Linked DNA regions of Mus musculus: all the other regions are linked to region 2. Evidence: chromatin contacts called from public Hi-C and promoter capture Hi-C data. All regions are on one chromosome and are shown on one strand. The core of a region is the stretch at or near the end of the contact, and the rest is flanking DNA. Distances in the headings are between cores, read along the strand shown. Region 1 holds the start of L3mbtl3 (L3MBTL3 histone methyl-lysine binding protein). Region 2 holds the start of Hddc2 (HD domain containing 2). Region 3 holds the start of Nt5dc1 (5'-nucleotidase domain containing 1).

What was found. Promoter capture Hi-C pulls out the DNA fragments that hold promoters and counts their contacts. A called contact is a pair of places that touch in the nucleus more often than the background predicts.
Region 1: a Hi-C map of CD8 T cells shows a contact between it and region 2, with 12 times the contacts expected there. The contact joins the promoter of L3mbtl3 here to the promoter of Hddc2 in region 2. A contact is called at or near these places in 1 of 39 promoter capture datasets (pre-B cells) and 2 of 484 Hi-C or Micro-C datasets (CD4 T cells and CD8 T cells).
Region 3: a promoter capture Hi-C map of pre-B cells shows a contact between it and region 2. The contact joins the promoter of Nt5dc1 here to the promoter of Hddc2 in region 2. A contact is called at or near these places in 1 of 39 promoter capture datasets (pre-B cells) and 2 of 484 Hi-C or Micro-C datasets (CD4 T cells and regulatory T cells).

What each region holds. Positions count from the first base shown.
Region 1 is chr10:26,372,791-26,376,320 of GRCm38.p6, forward strand. L3mbtl3 (L3MBTL3 histone methyl-lysine binding protein) reads right to left here and starts at 1,282. Exons shown (of 22, transcript NM_001359254.1): 1 at 911-1,282.
Region 2 is chr10:31,311,249-31,314,874 of GRCm38.p6, forward strand. It overlaps Hddc2 (HD domain containing 2), which reads left to right and starts at 2,157. Exons shown (of 6, transcript NM_027168.2): 1 at 2,157-2,235; 2 at 3,267-3,388. The coding sequence starts at 2,167.
Region 3 is chr10:34,417,110-34,420,355 of GRCm38.p6, forward strand. Nt5dc1 (5'-nucleotidase domain containing 1) reads right to left here and starts at 1,442. Exons shown (of 12, transcript NM_176968.5): 1 at 1,252-1,442. The coding sequence starts at 1,344.

The DNA.
Region 1 (3,530 bases), core at 32-2,531, 4.9 Mb before region 2:
AAAACGGAGGTACAGATGATGGTAAACAGAAGACAAACTTTCTTATCTAGGGAGTGTCAATCTCAAATCTCAGAATAAAAAGCTTTGGTTTTCTTACTGTATGCAAGAAAGGATGGAAATCACAGGGTCCGCAAGCTTAGACGTCATTGTTCTCTGATTTACAAAACTTCTATTTCGGACTAGCATCCTTTCTCACATCTGGCTGCAACTCAGGTCTTCTAATTACTTCCACGTCTAAACGGACTGCATGTAGCTACAAGTAAAGGCCAAACTTTGGTCTTGTCTCTCGAACTTAAGATGCGTTTAACCACTAGAGGTCCCCCCTTGGCCAGTTTTGCAGGCTCACTATTTTGCTGCACTTGAAACTTTCCGGCTCTCTACTCGAGTCAGTGTTTTTCTAAAAACTTGCGCAAAAATCCACGCAACCGAGGTAGCCAGTACAGAGCTTCCCGGGCTCCCCACACCAATAAAGGCATCATAACCAACCACCTACGAAAATTGAAATGAAAATTCAACTCACTCATCCCAGGCGACGCACCTCCCCCCCCCCCCCACACACACACACACTCAAACCGGTTTCTTATTTCTCGTCTCAGTTTCCCTTAACTTAGAACAATTCTTTAACATCTATTTTTGTTCCTGGGCACTTTGGATGATCTTAAATGCATGCTTTTGGCGGTAGCCCCAAGGTGGCAAAGGAGCGGGCCAAGGGATGCAGAAGGCGGGGGGGATGGGCCCAGCAAACTGCGCCCGAGAAAGTTGCATAAGGAAAGAGACTCCGTTTTTCGGGTCCCCCCCCCCTAAAAAAACAAAAAAAAGAAGAAAAATAAATCAGCGGGGAAAGGAGAGGAAAAGGAAGCTGGGCGGTGGCTGCAGGAGGACAGAGAAGGAAAAACCAAAGCGAGTTTACCTTCGTGTCCCCGTGGAAGGGTGGGGCAAGAGCCCTGACCCACGCGACCCGGCAGTGCGGCTGGATCTCCCACCCGTTTGGTCGGAGCGCGGACGGACAGACAGACACCACGGCCGGACGCGAAGAAAGCCGCCACGCTGGTCAACTTTCTCTCACGGCCCCGCGGTGGGCCGTGATCGGATCAGATCCGATCGTGAGGTTCGGGTCCTAGAAACCCCCACACACATGCACTTTTTTGCCTTTTGGATTTTTTTTTCCTTTTCTCTTTTTCCCTTTTTCTATTCTCCCAAGAAGGCGATTAAAGTTTTCCCTCCGCCAGTGCGCCCCTGGCCCCGCCGCTCTCAAGTTTGCCTCCTCCTCCGGCCGGCGGCTGGCTGGCTGGCGGGGCGCGCGGCGGATGCCTCCGCTCCTGCGCTTCCCGATCCCCACCCCCGCCGGCCTCTACTTCCCCCGCCCCGCCGCCGCTGCGCGAGGCCGGCCCCGCCGGGCCCAGGACGCGAGCGTGGACCAGACAGTAGCCCATGAGCGCAGATCGGCGCACGCACGGGTGGCGAGGCGGACCCCGGCCGCCGGCCTCGGCCACCCGGGGCGGCGGTAAACAAGTTGCAGGCTCCACGGCCCCCGCCGCAGCCCGCCACCGCCTCGCCTCGCCTCGCTCGCACGCCCGCGCCCGCACCGGCGGCGCTGCGCGGAGAAGATCGCCGCGACGGTGCGGGTGCCCGGCCCGGCCCCGCGTCCTCCACCCCGCGGGGACGGCAGTGTCGAGCCCGCGCCGCCGCGTTCCCTAAAAGCACTTTCCTGCTTCCAGCAGGAGGAAAAAAAAAAAAAAAATCCAGCGGAGGCTTTATTTCTTTCTTCTTCTTCTTCTTCTTTTTTTTTTTCCGTGCAACTTTCCCAAAATGGCGGAAATTGGAGGCGATCTCTAGGAAATTCTCCCACAGTCGGCGGCGGGGAGCGGGGAGGTGGCGAGCGGGGAGAGCACACACGCAAACTCTCGGCCGCCGGCCCCGCCGCGGCTCGGGTGTGCGTGCGGGTGCGGGTGCGTGTGCGCGGTGCGAGTCGCGGAGGGAGGCCTCTCGGCGCGCGCTCACACTCACACCGACACACACTCACCGACACATACACAGACACACACAGCCACAGAGACACACACTCACACACACATACACACACACACACATACACACTCACACACATACACACACACACACACACACACACACACACACACACACGGCCGCGCCAGCGAGACGCGCCTCTGCCACATTCAACCAGTCGGTTCTCCGCAGCCGAGCTGGCTGGCGAGCAAAGTGGCCCGGCCTCTTTTCCCACTGCCTCGGTCTCCCGTACTTGGACTTGTCGCGCTCGCCCGCCCGCCCGCTCGCTCGCCCGCCCGCCCGCTCGCTCACCCGGTGCGCGCTCGGCACAAAGGCCACACGGGCGGAGGGGGCCGCAGGGGCGGCGCGCCGGGGCTCGCGTCCTCCCGCCGCCGCACCGATCGTGCCCGCGGTCCCCTCCCGAAGCCGCCCCCTCCCCCCCTTAGGCTCAGGCCGACCGCGCTCGGCGCCCCCGGGGAGGCTGCGGCTCCGCCGCGTTTCCCCCCCACCGCCGCCCCGGACTCGCAGCCCCGCGGTGCCGCGCTCCCCCCCCCCCCCCCAGCGCCGCCACCCAGCACCCGGTGTCAAAAAAGCGACCAAAGTGACAAGCTCCGGGCGGGGGGAGGGGGCCCACACGCATCCCGCTGCCTGCGCGCGGGCGACGGCCGAACGCGGCCGCCTTGGCCCGCTCCCTTCCGCACGGCCCCCCACACCCTTCCCCGTGTGCGCGCAAAGGAGGAAAAAATACAAGTCTCTCCTCCCCCCATTTTTTCCTTTCTCTTTTCTCGCTCTTTTGTTCCTCTTTCGCACTCGCACTCACTACTTCAGAGTGAGATGCCCACAGACTCCCCCTCCAGCCGCTTCCGAGTCACTTGCCCACTTTTTTTCCCCGGGATTAAGTTTTCTCCTCTTTCCCAGAGGCGCAGAGAAGTGGGGGAGAAACCCCTTCTTTCCTTCCCCTCCCCTGATCTCTTTCCCAAGACGAGGGTGCGCTTCCTTCCCTCTCTAGGTCTCAGAACTTTCATCCTCACCCAGAAAAAAATCAATGAATGGCTCTGGCGCAGGCTGATCTGCAGATTAATTAGAGATTAGATCTGATCAAGCGCTCCTTACCCCCAAATTTTCTCTCTTTTTTTTTTCTCCGTCTCACGAGTAGTCCTGACAAATGGTCCAGGGCTGCGGGCGCAGTGCGCATGTGCGCGTAGAGTCAGGGCTGGGGAGAGGGGAAACTGCGCTGGTGCCGGTGCCGCCGCCGCCGCCGCTGCCGAGGAGGCTCGCACTGCCTTCCCTCTGACTGCTGCTGCGCCTTCGCCGCTGGAAAGCCGCGATTGAGCGGCTCGGCCGCCTCGGCCGCCCGCACACAACTGCTTCAGGTGCATCTCTCCGCGATCCTTGTCGCTGCTCCGAGCTGCTTCAAAGAACGGCCCAAACAAATGTGAAAGACCGAGAAGGTTATAGATTTCTTTGTCTGCTTTTGCACTTTACTTTTTTTCTACAGCAATTTGCAGAGCAGCGAATCCACC
Region 2 (3,626 bases), core at 907-3,406:
GTTTCTCCTGCCCAAGATTCCCCTGACGTGGAAAGCTGGAGCTTAGGTCCAGGTCAGAGTTCTCTCCATGCTATGCTGCTTGTCTCCTCTAGGGTCAGTAACTCACCTAAAAACTGCCTACAACTCTGCCGGCCTCTCAAAAAGCCTCACTACACACCCGAGGCAACACACACTTCTTACATCCCCGAGAACCACTGTGTTCCTTTGCAAGAGATCTTTAAGTAACACCAGTGTTTCAAGACATCTGTCACTCATGAGGTCTCTAGGTGTTTCCTCTGCTCCTATTCTAAGAAGAATGTTCTTTCACTGCTAAATCTTGATGTGAGTGATGGGTGCTGTCAGACCACAGTCTAAGAATGGAGTTGAGCAAGGGGAATCTTGAGTGCTTGTGAGAAAACTCCAAGAAAACAAGGCAAGAGTCTTATGACCACAGCTTCTTGAAACCCCAGAATCGTTCTTGGATTGTGTTTTTTGTACTCCTCCCAAGTATAATGGATAGGAGTGAGTTATTTCAGCTGATATTCTTCATGTGCATCTATGAAAAAAAACATTTTCTTGTCACATATGGCTTGTCTTTGTCATCAAATACTTTACTCATTTGAATCTTCTTAACCCTCAGAGTACAAATTGCTGGATGCTCTGACTAAAGAGCCCCTACTCTCCCAAGTTCACACTGTCAAACTAGGGTGGTGAGCAAGGTGCTATTTAAGATATTCTACTTCCATAAAGTCCTATTTATGATTTCCAGAAAGTTTTATACTCTAAAAAGCCACTTTCACAGGCATTTTTACTGCGATAACACCTGATTCAAACACTCTGATTAGAGTGACTAACAGTATGATTTATAGGGAGAAAGCAGATAGGGACTATATATAAAACCAGGAATAGGGCTTTCTACACCTAGGACCTTAGCATAGCAAGGCAGCCTGGTGGTGCTGGCATTTGAAGCTTGTGCTTTATAGATAACACAAACCACTCACCTACTTCAGTGCTGGAGAGCACTTGGGACCTCATGCACAGCTACACTACACTGCCAACTTTTCATTTCTTCTGTAGAGCTGACTTTAGAATCCTGGATGCTGCTCATGGATGCTACTTCAGTGCTGGAGAGCACTTGGGACCTCATGCACAGCTACACTATACTGCCAACTTTTCATTTCTTCTGTAGAGCTGACTTTAGAATCCTGGATGCTGCTCATGGATGCTGCCTCAGGGTTCTGTAGAATCTACTGAGCAACATTCTATACCAACATTATGCTATGATGACTATACATTTTCTAGTATAGTTCCCGGTATAGTATTCGGGCTCATATGGAAGAGGTGGTAGGTATATCAAGTAGTGAGAAACGAGAACAGACAATGGTTCATTAGAACCATCACCTTTTAGGGCCCTGTAAATAAATAAACCTACTTTGTTACAAATAAAATTGGAATTCCTTTTTATTTCTCTTTCTTCTTGAATCTTATTCATATCCTCGACTCCCTCTGCTTGAATTTGTCCATATCCATTAACTGCATTTAAAAGTTTGTACCATCAAATTGTCAATGGAAACTAGTCAGGTAGTCCTGGAAGATCCTGATCAGTTTCCTGGCAGAATGGATGCTTGTGGTTTCACCATGGGCTTCCTCTTACTAGCCCATTTCCTGCTTCCTCCAAAGTTTCCTGGTATGTCTGCCAAGCATTGCCTCCCTTCACAGGCTTGCCCAGTGCCTTTGTTAAACTGGTTAAGCGAAGCTTCTTATAGCTAGCTCTTCCTGCCAATCAGACACTGGGCTTCTAAGAAGCAAGGTTTGCAGGCATTATCCAGCTTCATCCTCCTTAGGCCTTTCTGCCCTTAGCGTCAAGCTGCGATTCCTGTGAAAGTTGATGGTTACTTGGGCAGAGACCATCCAAAGTCTGAGCACAGACCTTAGTACAGAGAAAGTGCTCTACCAAAGGAGGAAGTGGGGCTGTGAGGAGGAGCCAAAGGGTGGGGAGGAGCTGAAGGAGGGCGGGGAGGAGCTGAAGGAGGGCGGGGAGGAGCTGAAGGAGGGCGGGGAGGAGCTGAAGAAGGGCGGGGAGGAGCTGAAGGAGGGCGGGGAGGAGCTGAAGGAGGGCGGGGAGGAGCTGAAGGGGAATGGGGAGGGGCTTGAGGTTGACACCGCCCAGCTCTTATGCACTTCAGCATGGCTTTGGCCTCGTCCGGCTCTGGAGCCGGGCTGTTGCGTTTTCTGCGTCTAGTTGGGCAGCTCAAGGTGAGCGGGTGGGATCGGCTTGGCCGGGAGGCGGTGCGGCCCAGCTCAGGCACCGACCTCACGCAACCTCCCTCGCTCAGCCCGGCGTTGCTGGCGGGTACGCAGCCGAGGCTGGACCGGGGACTCGTGCACGCTCCATGCCCAGCGCGGCCACAACCCAGGCCATGGCGATGCTGCGGAGCGGCAGCGGAAGGCAGGAGCCGAAACCCCTGCACGTAGGCTGTGGAAACCTTCCTCTATCACCGTGACTTCCGGAACTGTTGGTTTCAGTAAATCGGTTTCAGCGTGCACCAGCCCTTGCTTGGCAGAGCTTGTGCAGAGCCCCCTTTGTTCCAAGATGAGCTGTTCTGTAACACTGCGACTATTTGTGAAATTCGTTAGATGCATAGAACTCCCAGAGAAAATGCAGACTTACACAGGTTGAGAAGTAGTGAAAGGCTTGACTGCCATGGAAACTCCTCCAAGCCATCTGAGTTAGAATTGGAGAGTCTGTCACATGTTGCATGTACAAAATATTCTATTATTGTATGAAATGAGTTTTTGGACGGCACAAACCTACTACTCTCATAGTTAGGAATAATACTGGGGCTTTGCTTTGCATTTTTCCTAACTACACCACAGATGAACAGCACAGGCTGGCAGCCTGGAACTTGGGTCTTCACCTGTTGAGTTCTTAGATTCCAGGCGTGTACCACCAGGCGTACCACCAGTTTTGCTTTTATGTCTAAAAACTTTTTGTGTATTATCCCATAGTTATACTTCACTAGCACAGAGTAAAGACTATTGGACTTTTGTATACTTTTGAACATTTTTGTATATTTGTGAATTGTCCACTCACTAGTGAGATTTCAGATTTTTATCGATATGATTAGTTTAAATGAAACATTTTTAAAAAAATAGGTTTGAAACCACGACTCAGCTGACATGTGGCTCTGTGGCCATTCTCTGGCATTTTCTTGAAGAGCACCTGTCATTTTTTGTTGTTGTTCCCAGGGATAGTGTTTTGTTTAATTCCTTATCTTATTTATTAGAGAGTTCCACGGACTGGCTGGGTATACAGAAATGTCGAAAAGCCAGAAAGCGTGTCAGATCACATGTACCGGATGGCAGTTATGGCCATGGTGACCAGAGATGACCGTCTTAACAAGGATAGGTAAGTTATTTGAACATTGATGCTTATGAAGGTTTCTGGACTCTGTGTGAGGATGACTTCAGTTGTAAACTATAGTAAGTTTTCTGTTACATTCTGCGTTGGTCTCAGGGGAAACAAGTGAGAAGTTAGGGCCTTAAAGGGTGAATATGTGTGAATTGTATCTTTGCATTAATTAGTATTTACTTGGCTTTGAACTATCTGCTTTTATGAATAATGATAGCCATTTCTGAGGCCATAT
Region 3 (3,246 bases), core at 192-2,691, 3.1 Mb after region 2:
TTAATCAGCACTGCGATTCAAAACTTGCAGTAGAGTATCTTCTGAATCTTCTATCCTAAAATGTGTATGCTCACACACGCACAAAACTGGCTTTTTAACATGACAGAGGTTAAACAACATTCTCCATGAACGACAGTGAATACAGATGAAGGGCATAAGATGAACCAGACTGGAATCTGAACGCCGTGGAAGGAAAGAAATTAGCACCCAGAGAACACTCTGAAAGAGTAGCCAAAGGACCAAGACTTAAATGTCTTTAAACTATGAGAAAGGAAATGAGATCTGTGCAACTGGCAAGCAAAACAGAGCCCCAGCAGGGACACACACCTTTTTTTTTTTTTAAAGCATCTGTATGCTTGAAAACACACCGGAGTGATTCAGGAGCCTCATTTTTGATTTTGGAGAATCTGACCAACTGGGGCACTGACAGGACTACACTGACTGTGGTCTGCACTAGTGATGTGGTGGGTGCTAACCGTAATAGCAAACAATCGGCTGCACACTTAATCCTCGAAAGGTTAATTGAGAAGGAACCCAGATTATTTGCCCAGTGTCACAGGGCTAGGCACTTGGTGCCAGGGTCCCGAACCAGGGACTTTGACTGCAGAGTCCTGCTTAGACTTCTCACTGTGATATTCTTAATTCTTTAGTTTCTTGTGAACCCAAAGGGTCAGAGAAAGCAGGGCGATTAAGATGAGGGTATAAGCCTACAAATAAAGCAATCTAATCCCCTCATATTCTGGGTAGATTCTGTTGAGATTACAACTTTATTTAAAACGCACAGATCAAGTAGTACGTGCACAATAAATGCTTGTTTTCTTCTCTTGGTAAAGACAAAAGGAGGTCTAAGATGTTAACGACTTCTCCCAGTGTTTCTCACAATACTATTTATTATACAGTCTCTCCCTGTATGAAATACTTAAACTCTGACAGGTGATTACTTGGGTGTGCAAAAGGAAAGATGCAGCCATGTTTTCTTGAAGTTCAAAACAAGTGGCTGTACCCACTCAGCTGGTGCCCAGAGGAGTTGGAAAAAATAATAGGGCCTGGGATCAACAAATGACACACAAAGCCCCTGACCCCGCTTTTTCAGGGTTCTACAAGTCGGCTTCCCGGCTCGGTCTTGCGCTATCTTCTGCCCCTGGCTTCCTCCTCAAGACCGCAGAACCCCTGAAAGTACACTTCCGCCCAGCGGCCGGGGACCTACGACACTCTACACAGCCGCCTTTAGAGGCTGTCCGTGCCACTCACCCGGGCGCTCTCGGGCAGGTTGTAGCGGCACAGCGTGTGGTCGAGATCGAAGCCGACCACGTCGCAGGCGCCCAGGGAGAAGTGCTGAGCCATGGCAGGGCAGCGGCGGGTAACGCAGACCGGAAGGCCGGTAGAGCATGCGAGAAGTTGCCGGGACTCTACAAGCGTAACTCGCAGGCAGGACGCGGAGCGGGGCGGGGCTTGACGGGGCGGGGCTTGACGGGGCGGAGCTTGGCGGGGCGGAGGCTTATATAAGACAGACGGGCGGGGCGTGGTCTGGTCGGGAGGAGCTAGTCAAGTAGGGCGGGTTCTGAGCACACTCCCGCGTCTCCAAGTCAGTGGCCTGTCTGCCTCCTGGATCGCCCCAGTTTTGCTGGCTGGTTCAGGCCAGTTCCACGGCTTGCTTCCAGCTAGTACAGTGCAGCAGGAGCTAAAATGCTCAACTAGGACCCTGCTAGCCAATGTCCTTAATGTAGCTTAAGGTTTCACAGAATTAGTGGGAATTCTCGTTCATTTTTCAGGCGCCACACTACTAAATGATACCAGTGAAACCTCATCCCTTGAGGCTTGAGTGTGGGAGCAGTGTGTGAGAAAATTATGAGCACAAATAACTGTTGGACCCTGTGATGGTTTGTATATTCTTGGACTAGGGAGTGACACCATTTGGAGGTGTGGCCTTGTTGGAATAGGTGTGACCAGGTTGGAATAGGTGTGTCACTGTGGGCGTGGGCATAAGATCCTCACCCTAGTTGCCTGGAAGTCAGTCTTCCACTAGCAGCCTTTGGATGAAGACATAGAACGCTCAGCTCTGCCTGCACCATGCCTGCCTGGATGCTGCCATGCTCCCACCTTGATGATAATGGACTGAACCTCTGTACCTGTAAGCCAGCCCCAATTAAATGTTGTTTTTTATAAGACTTGCCTTGGTCATGGTGTCTGTTCACAGCAGTAAAACTCTGACTAATACAGACCCCTTTAGCATACAGTTTGGTAAGTGGACTTTGAAAGTTGAATCAACAGCTTTATTACTCTATAGTTTGGTAATAAGACATGAAAGACATTCCTGGCATCATTTCAGCCATTGGAATGCATTAAAAAATATATTACGTATTATGGAAGACCACCTTACCAAAAACACCAAGGCTGGTTGTATTAGTCAGGGTTCTCTAAAGACACAGAACTTATGGAATGAGTTCTCTATATATTAAAGGAATGTATTGTGATGACTTATAGTCTGTAGTTCAACTCACCGAGCATTGGTCAACTGTTAATAGGAATTCGAAGAGTTTGGTAGTTGCTCCGTCCCGTGAGGCTAGTTGTTTGAACTGGTCTTCTGTAGAAGTAGGTCTTGTGAGACTAGGCTGGGGCCTAGCAAACACAGAAGTGGATGCTCACAGTCAGCTATTGGATGGATCACAAAGCCCCCAATGGAGGAGCTAGAGAACATATCCAAGGAGCTAAAGGGATCTACAACCCTATAGGTGGAACAACAATATGAACTAACCAGTACCCCGGAGCTCTTGACTCTAGCTGCATATGTATCAAAAGATGGCCTAGTCGGCCATCACTGGAAAGAGAGGCCTATTGGACACGCAAACTTTATATGCCCCAGTACAGGGGAATGCCAGGGCCCAAAAATGGGAATGGGTGGGTAGGGAAGTGTGTGTGTGTGGGGGGTATGGGGGATAGCATTCTAAATGTAATTGAGGAAAATACGTAGTAATAAAAAATATTAATAAAAAAGAAAAAGAAAAAGAGTGAATCTTCCTTCTTCCAATGTCCCTGGGTAGGCTTCTATGAGAAAGTGTGGCTCAGATTAAAGGTGCATACCACCATGCCTGGATCTAGGACTTGCTTTGTCCCAGGCTGACCTTGAATCCAGATATCACCTTGCCTCAGTCTCCTGGGATTAAAGGCCTGTACTACCTTGCCTGAGCCTAAGCTTTTCACGGTCATCATGTCTCAAGATCTCCATGACAAGAGCCAGATCAGAAA